Regions from separate parts of the Mus musculus genome. Here region 2 is linked to region 1. The links are chromatin contacts, called in public HiCAR-type maps. All regions are on one chromosome and are shown on one strand. Each heading gives the region's core, a stretch centred on a gene start, on an enhancer-like site or on the middle of the called end of the contact. The rest is flanking DNA. Distances are from core to core; before and after follow the strand shown.

Evidence for each region. HiCAR-type assays count read pairs that join an accessible place to other places.
Region 2: a contact with region 1 is called in a HiCAR-type map of fibro-adipogenic progenitors, with 4 times the contacts expected there. The contact joins two enhancer-like sites. A contact is called at or near these places in 13 of 484 Hi-C or Micro-C datasets (adipose-derived mesenchymal stem cells, cerebral cortex, cortical neurons and 6 more) and 2 of 115 datasets of contacts at active chromatin or transcription factors (fibro-adipogenic progenitors and heart atrium).

What each region holds. Positions count from the first base shown.
Region 1 is chr2:159,053,634-159,060,623 of GRCm38.p6, reverse strand. No RefSeq gene overlaps it. Among named protein-coding and RNA genes, the nearest start is that of Gm25090, 82 kb to the left of the region's middle. Within about 2 kb of position 3,328, at least 11 of the 459 cell types and tissues checked have an H3K27ac peak or open chromatin away from gene starts, as enhancers often do. A contact at or near this core is called in fibro-adipogenic progenitors, where this site is marked.
Region 2 is chr2:159,332,040-159,339,029 of GRCm38.p6, reverse strand. No RefSeq gene overlaps it. Among named protein-coding and RNA genes, the nearest start is that of Gm25090, 200 kb to the right of the region's middle. Within about 2 kb of position 4,134, at least 7 of the 459 cell types and tissues checked have an H3K27ac peak or open chromatin away from gene starts, as enhancers often do. A contact at or near this core is called in fibro-adipogenic progenitors, where this site is marked.

The DNA.
Region 1 (6,990 bases), core at 2,079-4,578:
CGATGGCCTCTGATGGCCTCTAATGGCCAGTAGCAATCTTCTTCCTATGAAGGCGTCGGTGAACTCACAGAGCTACTTGATGTCTGATTATAGCTTTGGTCCCTGGGACCATATATGTTGTTGTAGTCTAATTTTCTAATGTTTTCATTGAATTTTTAGATTCCCAAGTTAGTTCTTCTTTAGAAATTAATTTGTAAAAATAATATTTAAAAGCCATGTACCAAAGTAGCCAAATAAGAAAGTAATAGCCTACTAAAAGGGAGTGTACATACACTTGAGTAAATCAGAGAAATTTTGTACGTGGAGGGTGGTTTACTCTCCATGGCATGCCAGAGTCAGAGCTTACCCAGGCCTGATTCACAGTGTAGTTCAAATCTTACACTTAGCAGACACCTTCCAATTGGAAGTAAGAGAAATAGGCATCTATCTATATTAGATTAATTTTTAGGAGTTTTTTTTTATTTTATGTCTATGTTGTGTGCCTGCATGAGTTTATGTGTTCCATGTATGTGTTTATGTGTTCCATGTATGAGTTCATGTGTTCCATGTATGTGTTTATGTGTTCCATGTATGTGTTCATGTGTTCCATGTATGAGTTCATGTGCTCCATGTATGTGTTTATGTGTTCCATGTATGTGTTCATGTGTTCCATGTATGAGTTCATGTGTTCCATGTATGAGTTCATGTGTTCCATGTATGTGTTCATGTGTTCCATGTATGTGATGGTATCTGCAGAGGCATTGGATCCAGGAGCAGGAACAGGAGTTGGGCTGTTGTGGACTGCCCCTGCTTGCTACTGGGAAGTGAGCAAGAGGAGTAGGTTCTTAGGCACTGAGCATCTCTCCAGCCCCTGTCCTAGAATAGTGTCAGACATCACGGTGACATGATGCTGCTGGATAACAGAAAGATGAGCCTGGCAGGAAGCACATCTAGATGAACACAGAGAAGACTTGGCAGGAACAGGTCCTTATGACAGCGAGGGCCCCGGCAAACAAGAGGTTAACAAATGAAGAGCAAAAAAAAAAAAATGGCCTACAGAGTATGTTTCATATTGTCTGTGAAATTAAAAAACATTTGATAAGAAAAAATGGTGGGAAATTCAGGAACTTGTTAATCAGATTTTTTGGAAGAGAAGAAAATAGAGATAGTAGATTAACATCATAATTGCCAAGTCTGAGTGAAACTATTTTGAGCAGAGTGAGGGGGGAAGTGAGAGCTGTTGGGAAAGGAAGGCAGAGAGTTCAGGTGAAAACATGTTTCGAGGGACTGCATCTGACCATATCGGCTCCCCGGCAGCTGACCATGCCAAAAGGTGCTGTCTTTGTGTTCTTGGCTCAGAAATGCCACTCACAGAAATGAGGGTTAAAATTCAAGAGCTAAGTGCAAGGAAAGGGGGCAGCTGAGACAAGAAGGCATGTCAGAGAGATCAATGTGCTGAGATGGGCATCCCTGCGGCTGCGGCATTCCGCAAGGTGGAGGATGCAGGAGGGGAAAAGCCATAAGACTGTCACGTGTCAGGCATCAGAGGTTATAAGACACAGGGAAGATGACAGGTGGAATAACATAGTTTGGGAAGCCAGAACATAGTTATGACCTCCAATGAGGAAATTCCTGGGAAGGGTTAAGGTCGTATGGCATGGACTCACTTAAAACTGTGAAACTAAAGGCCAGACTCTCAGAATCTTCTCAGAGTCACACATCCAGACAATGAACCACCCCTATCCACAGCCTCCCTGAGAAATGCCTCCTCTTCTAAGGTCCACTTCTTCAAATTTTTAACATCAGTACTCTGAATTTCTGGGCTTTCTGAGCTCATCGAAAAGGACTCAGACCCAGGGGGTTTATCCAATTAGTACCACAGGTAGAAAAGCAAGTTGGTGCTTCTACTGCCTTAAGACGAACAGGAACCGGTGTGGCTCCCCAGGGGCCTTGGACAGAGGTAGGTGCCCAGCCACTCTTCACTTTACTCCCAGGAACCTGCTTTACAGGATAACTTCTGAGTTTTAATGACTCGGGCTGTATGTATCCAGGTAAATGCTGGATGAACTTGCTTGCCTATGATAGGGAATTGGGGGTATAGCACAGGGTAGGTGGTAGCCCCAAGGTAGCCAGTCACAGATACAAGAACATGGCTCACAGTAAAGTAGTTCCAGGAGCCTATGAGGCTGGATTTGGACAGGCTCTCTCGCACCCTGAGTTGTACAGAATTGATGGCAACAGATACCAGAGTGGAGACATTGGTATAGAGACAGAGAGCGTCTAATCTGGCAACAGTAGAGGAGCAGAAGAGACCCAAGCACTCTTTCCCACACGCTTACAAGAGTCACCTTCTAAGAGAAATCAACTCTGAAAAGGACAGAAAAGCTCCAAGAGCAGCAAAGGCCACAGGTCACCAGGCAAAGACAAAACCTAGGGAGGCTTCTCAGGTGACACGAGAGGTATCAGACCCTCAGGTGACATCAGGGCCTAGGACAGGATGTATAAGAGAAAGTGTGGGTTCTCAGCTGGGAAAAGATCAGTTTGGTGAAACTGAATCCAGAGGCACTAAAATATGTCCATGTAGCCTGTATCAGGAAAATTCGAAGAAGCCAGCTGTCTTTGGGCGAAGAGTATCTCCAGGTGCTGTGAGATCAGGGAAACCATAAAAGGGCTGGCTATGGTGTACTTATTGAGCTGGGATAAGGACCTTCTCCTGTCTCACAGCCCAGCACCTAGAATCATTTTGCAAACACACCCAGCTGCTCTCCTTGGCAGGAGTCCTCAGCTCAAGAGTGGCTTGCGCAGAAAGCCATCAGAGTTTGTTTGATTCCCCCCCCCCCCCCAAGGCTGTCTCCTCCAGTCCATGGTAAGCTGTCTTCATAACTCCTCTCTGCCCGCCCTGTTCCTCCCAGGGGCTTTGGCCTTCGCAGTCTGATTCATTTAAAAGACTGCAGAGGCCTGAGGCCTGGCGAGAGTCCAGTAGTGGGGGACACACTGTCCCAGCAGCCAGCTATAGAGTGAGGACAGGTCTCATCTCTCCTGACCCCTCTCAAATATCCTCAGGCCCACAAGATGCAGGCTGGCTTGGGTCCTTAAATAGAGGAGAGGCAAAGAAAGATGAAAGGGAGCCCCCGGCTCCTTCAGGGGTAGCATTCCATCCATCAGGACCAGAAGAGCCTCTGTCTTGTGGATCAATGGTGTCATTTGAACGAGCCTGGACCCAGCTCCCTCTTCCAAAGCATTAGCTCACATTCTCTTCCCTCTTCTGTGCTTCCACAGCCTCATCTGCTCCTGTCTGTTGTCCCTCCTTTCTCAAACTTTAGCTGCCTCTGTGTGATCTGGAGAGCCTATGACGGCAGACTCTCAGGTCCCACCCATAGAATGTCTGATTAGGGAAAGGACTGGGTGGGGCCTGGGAGTTTCCATTTCTAACAGATTCCCGGGTGACATTCTGGCTGCTGACCCAGGGTCCACTCACAGGGAGACACTGTCTTAGCTACTCCACCCAGGTTGGTGAGAGGTTGAATCAGCCTCAAGGGCAGCCCCCAGGCCCTGCCCAGGCTCCAAGTCCAATCAATGACTATTGATTTCACTGAATGGAAGCAGTGAACAGCAGAGAGTTGGTTGACTTTAGATTCCCATGAACAACTGGCTCCGTGATAGTCAGACCTACTGAGTCTGTGGGAAAGGATAGCCATGCATAGTTTGGACACCCATAGGTGAGAATCATACACAATGATGCCACCTTCAGCTCACAGTTCCAATCTGCATTTAGCCTTGCCCTATGGAAGCCTCTCTCCTGGGACTCCCATGTATCCAGAGGACAGAACACAGGAGGCCTGATAGGCAGGTCAATGCAATCGACGCTGGAGAGAGATCCTCTTGAGTCCATAATGGCAGTGTGTACTCGCTGGCACTGTGCTTCACCTGTGTGAGCCTCAGCCAAGGATACAGTTCAAATGACACAACTGTCCCATATCTCCATGGCCATGGTGGAGAAGCTAGCCTCATCACAAGCAAACCCTTAGAGGTGTCCAGCTGCTGCGACCCGTATTATCACTACTGCTGTCATGCCTAGGTTAGGCTTTTAAAAATTAAGCCTTGGCTTTCTCTATTACAGGATGACTATGTATGTGAACATGATATAGACTTATGCAATTGTTCCAAAATATAAATGAAATAATGTATGCCCAGTAGCTAGCATACAGCCAGATAAACATGAAGGATTGTTCCTAGCTGGAAGCAGATAGTCCCATAGCCAGTTTTGATTTGCTAGAGACTGTCTTGGAAAGCCCTCCCATGCAGTCTGAAACAGTTGGTCACCCTAGAACAGCACACCAGGCTAAGCCAATCCCCACTCTCCCAAGCAGTTCAGGGAGATTTTTCTGGCCCCTGTCAATGAGCCACTGCATCCTAAACCAGGCTCTGTACTTCCTCCAGGAGCTAAGTGATCCCAGGATGCCAGGATCTGTACTAAGGATAGAGAGACTCGACTAGGCTTGGAGAGGGCAGAGATGGAATGCGAGCCCACAGTCAGGCTCTCAGGACATCAGACACAGGACGAATTACACATCCAGGACCAGGATGACTGAAGATGGAAATTGTCTCTGAGGGTCAGGCTGGACCAAGAGGAGGGAGAAAGTGACATCCTGATGATGAATAATTCAGAGAGAGGAAGCCAGGGGCAGGAGGAGCTGCCGCAGGGCCCCTAGCCTGTTCTCAGCCAGTCTTTTCCTGAGCAGGAAACCTCCCAGCTGAGCCTGGGAAGCAGTTATCACTGGTGGGTGATTAAGTTACTAATCCTTCAGGGAGAAGACATTTAGAGGCCCATATTAAAGCAGTGCGAGGCAAAATTACATTCCGTTTCAATTTAGTTTAGCAATTCCCGTGATTTAGTTAAATGAAAAGCAATTGTTCTAATTAATAGTATTGAATGTTATTCATCAAAAGTGTCAAAACAGCTCCATGGCCGCATTTGTAACCCATTCTCCTGTCAGAGGTATGGATAATTTTCCAGGACGGGATGGGGCTCTGAGAGGGTGTGAGGGCTTTGGTTGGCGGGGGTGGTGGTGGTGGTGGTGTCAAGGGCATGTACATGGAGTGTGTACACGTGACCTGAGTGTGGCTATATGGGTCCATATGCCCTGGAGACATAGCAATCCTACCTGCACCTAACCTGGGTGTACATATTTATATGCAGTTATGCACAGAGATCAGTGTGCTTGAATGACTGTGAACATGTGAGTGTGTCTGTGTATTCCTGGCCGTGTACATGGATTACGAGTGTGCATAAGTGCCTCCAGGACTCATGTATTAGAGCATGTGCTTGGTGTGAATTGACACGAGTGCACACAGGAATTTAGAGAGTTGTAGGTCCGTATTGTGGAGGTGTGTGTACATCAGTGATTTCGAAGATCTGTTGCTATCCAGGAAGACACAGACATTGTGAGCAGACATCTGCATGGGGGTTGCGGGGTGGCTCCACGAGGATGTGGATAGATCAAGGCAAAGGATGAAGGGAATCTGTTACCCCAGGAATAGCACAGCCAGTTCTTTCCCCCCTTCCCTGTGTCATCAAGTGACTTCTTGATGCTGAGACACTGTCATTTGGATGTAGGGGCTGAGACTTTTTCTCATGCTCACTGCTGTATTCTCAGCATCAAAAAGCGACCTTGGCATACAGCAAGCCTCCATAATACATCTTAATAGATTATATTAGTGATGGATGCATGAGAATAGTGGGATAGATATCAGGGCACATGCATGGCTTGATAGAAGGGTGGCTGGTTTGTTAAGAGGATAGGTGGGGGAAGGAGAAAAAACCTGGATGGATGGATGGATGGATGGATGGATGGATGGAAGGAAGACAATAAGGCCCGCTGGGGCCTGTAGTCATGGGTGAGTTCCCAGTCTCATCTCAGTGTAGAGCCCAAGTTTCTTTGGCCCTCAGCATCGCTCTACAAAACCTCCGTGGAAAATTCCATCCTGGACAGTCAGCAGGCTCAGAAGCCTCACAAGTTGCCAGGATCAACCAAGGCCAAATATTGCAGAGCTCAGAGCAGAAAGGACAAGGATTTTTTTTTTAATTTGAGACACTGGGGAAAGCTCAGTCTTGCTGGGATAACAGGAAAGAAACCAGGCCAGGCAGGCCCTATGGGATTTTTAAATAAAGCAGGGCCCTCCAGGAGCTCCTCTACCTTCAAGCCGGGATGCCTGCCTCTGGCTTATGATCCTGGGCTGTTGGCGCTCCCCAGCCTGCCCTCCCTATCCCTGGTATTCTACCTAGCCCACACCTTCCTCATCGGGGAAACTCGTGTCCATCCCGAACTCATGGTCAAGCAATTTACCTTCACCACAGCCTTAAGGTGATAAAGATATCTACACTAGGCTCCCACCTCCTCTGTCCTCGCCTCCTATTCAGACCTGGACCTTGGATCTCTCCAGAGTTTACCAATCCTGGAGATGCCCCAAAACACTCTCCACTAGGTTATAAGTCCTCCCACAGATATTTTGAGCTGAGGCAGCAGTTAACCTGGCCCACCTGCTGTCATGGCCTGCCCCCTAGTGGCTATCTCTGGACATACACTATCCCCACCATGGCACCAGCCCGATGCCCCTATTCCAGCTTCAACCAAGAAAGGTTGTCTTTTGACAACCTCTACAATGCCCCCCAACACACACACACACACACACACACACACACACACACACACACACACACACACACTTCTTGCAGGTCCTGAAGTGCCCAGAGTTTGGGATGTGCCAGACAGCTCCAGGCTGCCCACGCAAGTGTCCATCCATCTTGATGGTGATTAGCCCACAGGGGAAGTGTTAGGGTGTGACCTCTGAACTCACTGAGCTCATAAAGACAATAGCTAAGACTGTGACAAGAGGCACCAGGCGTCCTGTCTATTTTGGGGTAGCCCCAAGTATAGCCGGTCAGAACCAAGGGCATCCTGGATCGCATTAATCTACGTAGGAGTGACAGAGACAGGATAGAGGGTCCAG
Region 2 (6,990 bases), core at 2,885-5,384, 280 kb before region 1:
ACAGCTGTAGTAGATCATTCTTCAGGCCGTATAGAACACTTAAGGACTGGGTAACATATGTGAAACTGTAACTATTGAATTCTCTGTTCACATGCATTTGTGAGATTCATAACCACAGGACAAAATGGCTAGAACAACAGATGTGCACCTTATTCATATGGCTGCCGCGTAGAGCCTTCCTTAATGGTATGAGTTTGTTTACCTGCAGACAGAAAGATTGGAAGCTAGTAGCTCCCTTCTTCACACTTTGCCCATATCTTAAAGAGTTCTTGAGATAAAAGGACAGACACTTCATAAAAATACACAAAAAGCATAGCTATTATAACTACAACATTTCCTTTTATACTGCTTATTTGTTTGTTTGCTTATTTGGTTTTTTTTTTTGTTGTTGTTGTTATTGTTGTTCCATCCACAAGAAATTTAGAACTTACTTGGAATCCACCATTTTAACTATTAAACTTTAGACAAGTTAATTACACTGTCCTAATTTGGGATTGACTGAGACACAGGTTTGGAATGGACATGGTCTCTATTAGATTGAGAGAGACATATTTGCTACCACAGAGGGATCTGGTTACTGCCCAGAAACACTGTCCTGGAGTAGCTTTCTTCTTTACAGCAGGCACAAAGCAAGTGAAGATCCATAATGGATTTAGACCAACATCAAAGGATCAGTTCACGCATGAACACATTGCATCCTATAGAGAAACCTAAAGCAATCAAGGGCACAGAACAGTATCTTGAAGGAAGAGTTCAGGTGAGTCCACAGTTTTTCTTTTGGGGTTCTAAAGTACTTCAAATATTTCATAAGTCAAACAGTGTTCATCATAGTCTGTATTACCTTCTCAAGCTTACTTGTATGCAAGCACACCTGAAAATGAATGTGTTAAGCAAAAGCTATGGCTCTGCTTAAAGATTTAAGGCAAGGGTATGACGATGCTAAGGAAGGCTCATATGGATTTCTAGGTAAAGCTCAAGCCAATGTCACGATGGAGAAATGAGTGGCTGGGCTGGTATGGTCACCACAAATAGAGCAAAAATACTATCAAACATGTGGCTATGCATGGGCTCAAGACATTGCCCAAGTATATACTTACATCTCAGGGAGTTCATGTGAGGACTCAAGGTATTTCTTTTGGAAGAAATTTCTGTTTCTTGGCAAAACAGAACAAAGATTTGTTTTCTCCAAGTGTAGAAAGTGAAGACAGAGCATTTGGAGCTGTAGTTATTAGCATGTTGTCTGTGGACCAACAACCTCTAACAAGTGAGTCTGTGCAGACATGCCTGCCTGATCAGGTTTCAGAGTCAAAAAAAATGTTCCATGCCCATTATCCCCTTATATACAGAAAACCACATACATTTAAGGAACACATGTTGATGGATTTTGATCATCATCTGTCTTCACTAGGGGTTCCATTGCTGTGATGAAATATTATGACCAAAGTAATTTGGGGCAAGAAGGGTTTACTTCAGCTTTCAATTTTCAGGTCATTCTCCATCACTGAGGGAAGTCAGGACAAGAATTCAAGCAGGAAAGGAACCTGAAAATAAAAACTCAACCAGTGGCCATGCTTACTGGCTTATTTTCCGAGGCTCGCTCAAGAAGCTTCCTACATACTCCAGGACCACCTGCCCAGGAGTGGGCAGAGTATTTCCACATCAGTCATGAACGAAGGGAATACTGCACACTCTTATTTGCATACAGGCCAATCTCACAGAGGCATTTTCTCAATTGAGACTCCCTCTTCTCAGATATGTCTAGGTTTCTGTCAGGTTCACAAAAACCAACCAGCACAACATCCATGAAACCACCATGACAAACGAGATACCTTGCTCCCATTTGTATTCTTCCTTTCTCTCTGTCCTCATCAGGAAACCGTCTATCTGCTTTCTGCCACTGTAGATCACATTTTTTTTTCAGTTCTGAATAGTAAGCCCAGGACTTCTGCCCCTGTTAGCACTGAGCTATTTACCCTGAGCCTCAACTCTTTTGGTTGCTAACTACTCTTCCATTATAACCAGCTACTTACTTCTGCATCTATCATTTTATGGCTATATTTAAAGCTTCCAGATTTTAACTACTATGAATGTAGTGCCTGAACACATTCACATCCGAGTCTTTGTAAAGACATATTTCATTAGGAGGGAGGTATCTCCATATGGTGTACCCACACCAGATGCTATGCATATGCTTAACTTCTTAAGTAAACTGTCACCAGTTTTCCCAAAATGGCTTTACTATTCTACATCCTAACCAGGAGAATGTGAATGTGTGAGTTCAAGTTGATCTATAACCCAACACGTGGTACCATATGCTTTCATTTAAATAATTGCATGATGTACAGTGATAACTCTTTGAAATTTGGACATTTTCTTGATGACAAATGATGTCAAGAGTATCTGTATTTTAACAAGATTCCTACTTTTTTGTAGACATAATAAATTCAATAAATTCAAAAAAAGATGCAAAGAAATGGAAATAGAAAAGTTTTCAACTAAGAAGATGGTAGACATGAAGGAATAACCAGAAACTATAAGCTCAGTAATGGACAATAGTCATGCAGGGGAGTGGCTCCATTTCACATGCTTACATACCTTCTACAGCAGCAGAACACCAGGGCCAGCTCACAGTAGGCACTATTGATCTTTATTTTAAGAGTCAAAGATAGCCTTAAAAAGAAGAAAACTAAAGTCTGTCATGAATCCATTGTGGTTAATATGATAATTTTTGTTTTGTTTTTGCTTCATTAATTAATTGCTGTTGCTCTAACAAATTACCATAAATCAACTCACCATATTATAATTATATAGGTGAGAAGTCTGAAAATGTACCTAAGGGTCAATAGTTGAGGTACTGGCTGGCCTAGTTCCTTCTGTGTGACCCAGAGAGAATCCACAGCTAAGTTTTTCTAACTTTTGTCGTCTTTCCATAATCCTTGGCTCCTGATTCCCTACAACCTGTCATCACCCCAACTTTGAATCATTACTCTGCCACATCTCTCTTTCCCTACTTAGGAGGACTTCAGATGACACTCTGTCCACCATACTAAGGTCCTTAAGCCCATTTTTCCTGCCTTTTAAGGGAGCATGTTCACACTGTTGTAGGATTAGGATGTAGCCTTTTGTGGGATTCATTGTTTAACCTATCATGGTATTGCTGTTCAGAGATTTTCCTATGCAGTATGACGAGATTCAAATGTGAGCTAAGTTACAATTATCTGCAAACAATCCCTCCTCTTTCTTATTGCAAGAAATGTTATTACTGTGGGTAGAATGGAATTTGAAGAAGCCAAGAGAAGGTCAGTGAGCCCACAGAAGGGCAATAAAAATGATGGCCAATATTTACAATAGTCTATGTAATTCCTATAAGCTCATCATTGATCTTAAAAGCACACTATGAGATGGCATCACTAATTTTCCCATTTTCTGGGGGTTGAACAGAGATACCAAGAGACTAAGAAATTTACCCGTGATTATACAGTGAGGCATTTTACAGGCAGGCTTCAGACACAAGCTTTGGGGCTCAAGTGCTTCTTTTCCCACACATTGGGAGATGCATGGAGAAGAGATAGGAACAGAAGTGAGGAAAGAGAGATATGGGAAGCAAGAAGAGAGTGGCATCAGTTAGAGTATGCTAAGGCACTGAAAAAAAAAAAACCAGAGGGAGGAATAGGTCAGCCAAATACTGGACGGAGTTTGGCTTTGGAGGAAATTTACTGGAAGGATTTTTTAGGAATTATTCATGTATGATGATCAGTGAAACTCCTGTCCTAATAGCCAACTGTTTTTTATGCACCTTTATGCAAGTGCATGATGCTGGTCAGTTTATTTGGAATCTGTTGGATCTCTGTCTTGTTTTCCCCCAGAATGCTGTTTTGCCGGGGTGAGTCTTAAGGTGGGAGGAAGGAGGCTTCATTTCCCTCCTAATTGTCGCTGCTGCTTTTGATTTGCTTCCTGCTTCCCCCACCTTTTAAAATGCTACATCATGAGTATCTTCCTGTAATAAAAATATTTCTCAAAAAAACGTGACTTGAATGGCTGCCTGACATTTGTCATCTGAATGCCCCATAACTGTTTGTGTAAGCGACAGTAATTGTGTGGGGCTGGAATGAATGGCCTCATTGAACAGCAGAGCTGTCCTTGGGAACCAAGGAGGTATTTGCAATCCCTATCCCCAGCCAAGAGAGGCCTCCTGGCCTGATAATGTGTGTTTGGATCCAAAAAAATTGTTGAGAAGTAGTTCTTGCTAGGCTAATCACTGAGAGTTCCTTCAATGTGTGTGTGTGTGTGTGTGTGTGTGTGTGTGTGTGTGTGTGTGTGTGTGTGTGTGTGTGTGAGTGTGTGTTCCTTTCTCTAATCCTGATGGAAAGATTACATGAGGCAGCTCCACCAACAGAAAAGGCACAGAGACCCTCTGCACGGGGTTTGTGTATCTTTCCAGAAAACAGTAACTGAAGTAACTTGTACTAGGAAGGAAAAGTCATCAAATATGTGGTTCTCCAACAATATGAGCTAACCAGTACCCCCGAGCTTGTGTCTCTAGCTGCATATGTAGCAGAAGATGGCCTAGTCGGCCATCACTGGGAAGAGAGGCCCCTTGGTCTTGTAAACTTTATATGCCCCAGTACAGGGGAACATCAGAGCCAAGAAGTGAGAGTGGGTGGGTAAGGGAACAGGGCAGGCAGGAGGGTATAGGGGACTTTTGGGATAGCATTTGAAATGTAAATGCAGAAAATATCTAATAAAAAAATATGTGGTTCTCAGCTTGGAGACAGAAATAAAGTGACCTCCTCATCAATGCTATCATCATCGTAGTCGTCGTTATCATCATCATCATCATTATTTCACCCTAATTACTATGGTACCTACTGGGTATGTGCTGATTGGCAGCTATATTTTGTGCTTTAAACAATCTCTCTCCCTACCTCTGTCCCTCCTCTTTGTCTTTCAGAGGTGCTGAGACCTGGACCCAAGTCCCTGTGTGCATGCTAAACACGTGTTCTGCATCTGCACATTCATTCTTTACCAATCTTCCTAAGTAGGCTATACTCTTCCCATTTCGTAGACAGAGAAACAGACTCTGGAGTTAGTATTTCCCTAAACTCATAGGCACATATGTGCTTAGCAGAGCCTCAAGCTTCAGGCTGCTTGATTCTAAACTGCACTTCATGAAGAGTTGCTTTGTGTACAGAGTGACTTCCATCAGGTCTGATCTGAATGCCACCCACGGTGACTTACGACAGAGAAGACTTCTCAGAAACTTTGCACTGCTCAGGCAAAGGCTTTACTGGCTTCTGTTTCCTGCCTCCACCTACAAACACCAGACTCCACTTCCAGGCACTGTCTCTTATTGCTATCTGCATCTCTTGCCATGGACTGAAACCCTCTCTTGACATTAATTAGCATTCCATGCTGCCCAGGGCTCTCCTGATCTCCCCAGTCCTGTGGAATACTTTTAAGTGTCCAAGTCTGGAGGCATAGACCTGGGTTTTGTGCATTCTTCCAGAAGGACTGAAACGATGCTGAAGGCCAGAGCCCAGGCCAGGCCCTCTGTAACGTTCCCATTGTGTTTCTTGAGATGCAGTTCCTGGCCAACTCAGGCTTTAGGTTTCTGTGACCCATGCCAACAACAACCAAATGTCCATTGGTTCATGTGATAGTCTATGAATATACTCACTGTCCTTGTATTTAGAAATGATTTCATAGGTAATATTTTAACACAGGCCACCTCATTTTTTCCTTTTTTTATTTATTAGATATTTTCTTCATTTACATTTCCAATGCTATCCCAAAAGTCCCCCATTCCCTCCCCCCCTACTCCCCTACCCACCCACTCCCACTTCTTGGCCCTGGCATTTCCCTGTACTGAGGCATATAAAGTTTGCAAGACCAATGTGGCCACCTCATTTTTAAAGTAATTCTGCTATTCATGTTTCTCTATAAGTACATTTTGATATTTTTTTCTTATATTCAGAATTGACATTAAATTTTATTCTTCATTGCTAAATAAGATAACTAATGGCAATTAAGATCATCTCTAGCTTTTATATCTATATCATAAATAGGACAAGGAAAAAATCTACTATTTTTGTTCTGGAAGACTAATATACAAGATTCTTAGGAAAAAGTGGCAACCTCTTATCACTTATTATAATTCATTAAGCTTGTAGGAAATATTTAGATACTTAATTGGCATTTAACAAGATAGCTATAGAGAGTAAATGAGACATTAAATTCTCTTCTTAAATGCCCATTAGCTTTCCTTTAGAAATTAATTGATATCTAATTCATTTGTGATCAACTATTTTATCCATTGCCAGATGAGAACTTCAACACATCAATGATAAATAGAAGCAGGAGGAGGGGTAGGGTTTAGATGAACTGAGCTCCCTGTCAGCCTAATTTAAAATGGAAAGGTCCTTGTGTTGCCCTCGTCTCATCAAAGTGACACTGTCATCTTGTTTGTAGAGAGAAGGGTTTTGGCCCCAAGCACAGTTAGACCTATGCAGTTGGATTAGCACGAGAGGCTCCTGTAAGGATCTATCTGTGCATTCTCACACTGAATGGTGGCTAGGTATGGTTATGAATAAAATGGAGCAGTTGATATAGCTGTTTATAAGTGCCATGATTTCTGACTGGAGAGCCTCCTCCTTGCGGACTAGCTTTCATGGTACCAGAAGGTGCCGTGAATTCTTACATAAGAGGAAAGGAACCAACGGTCCTGCCCAGAGAAGATGCCTGTGAAGCACAACAATGACCAGCAAAGCACTAGGACCCTAACAGGATGGTAGTGACATGCATACCTTGACAGTAACTAACAGCTCTCTAATTGGATTTAAGAACTGCTCAATAAGAGACAAATCTTTCCTGATACTGCAAACCTACCCAACTACTCAAGGCTAGTGAAGTTATGAATCTTGGATGAGAACTTACAACTACCACTTTACTAAGCCAGCATGGTCCCTAACTACATTCTAAATATTTGTCCTT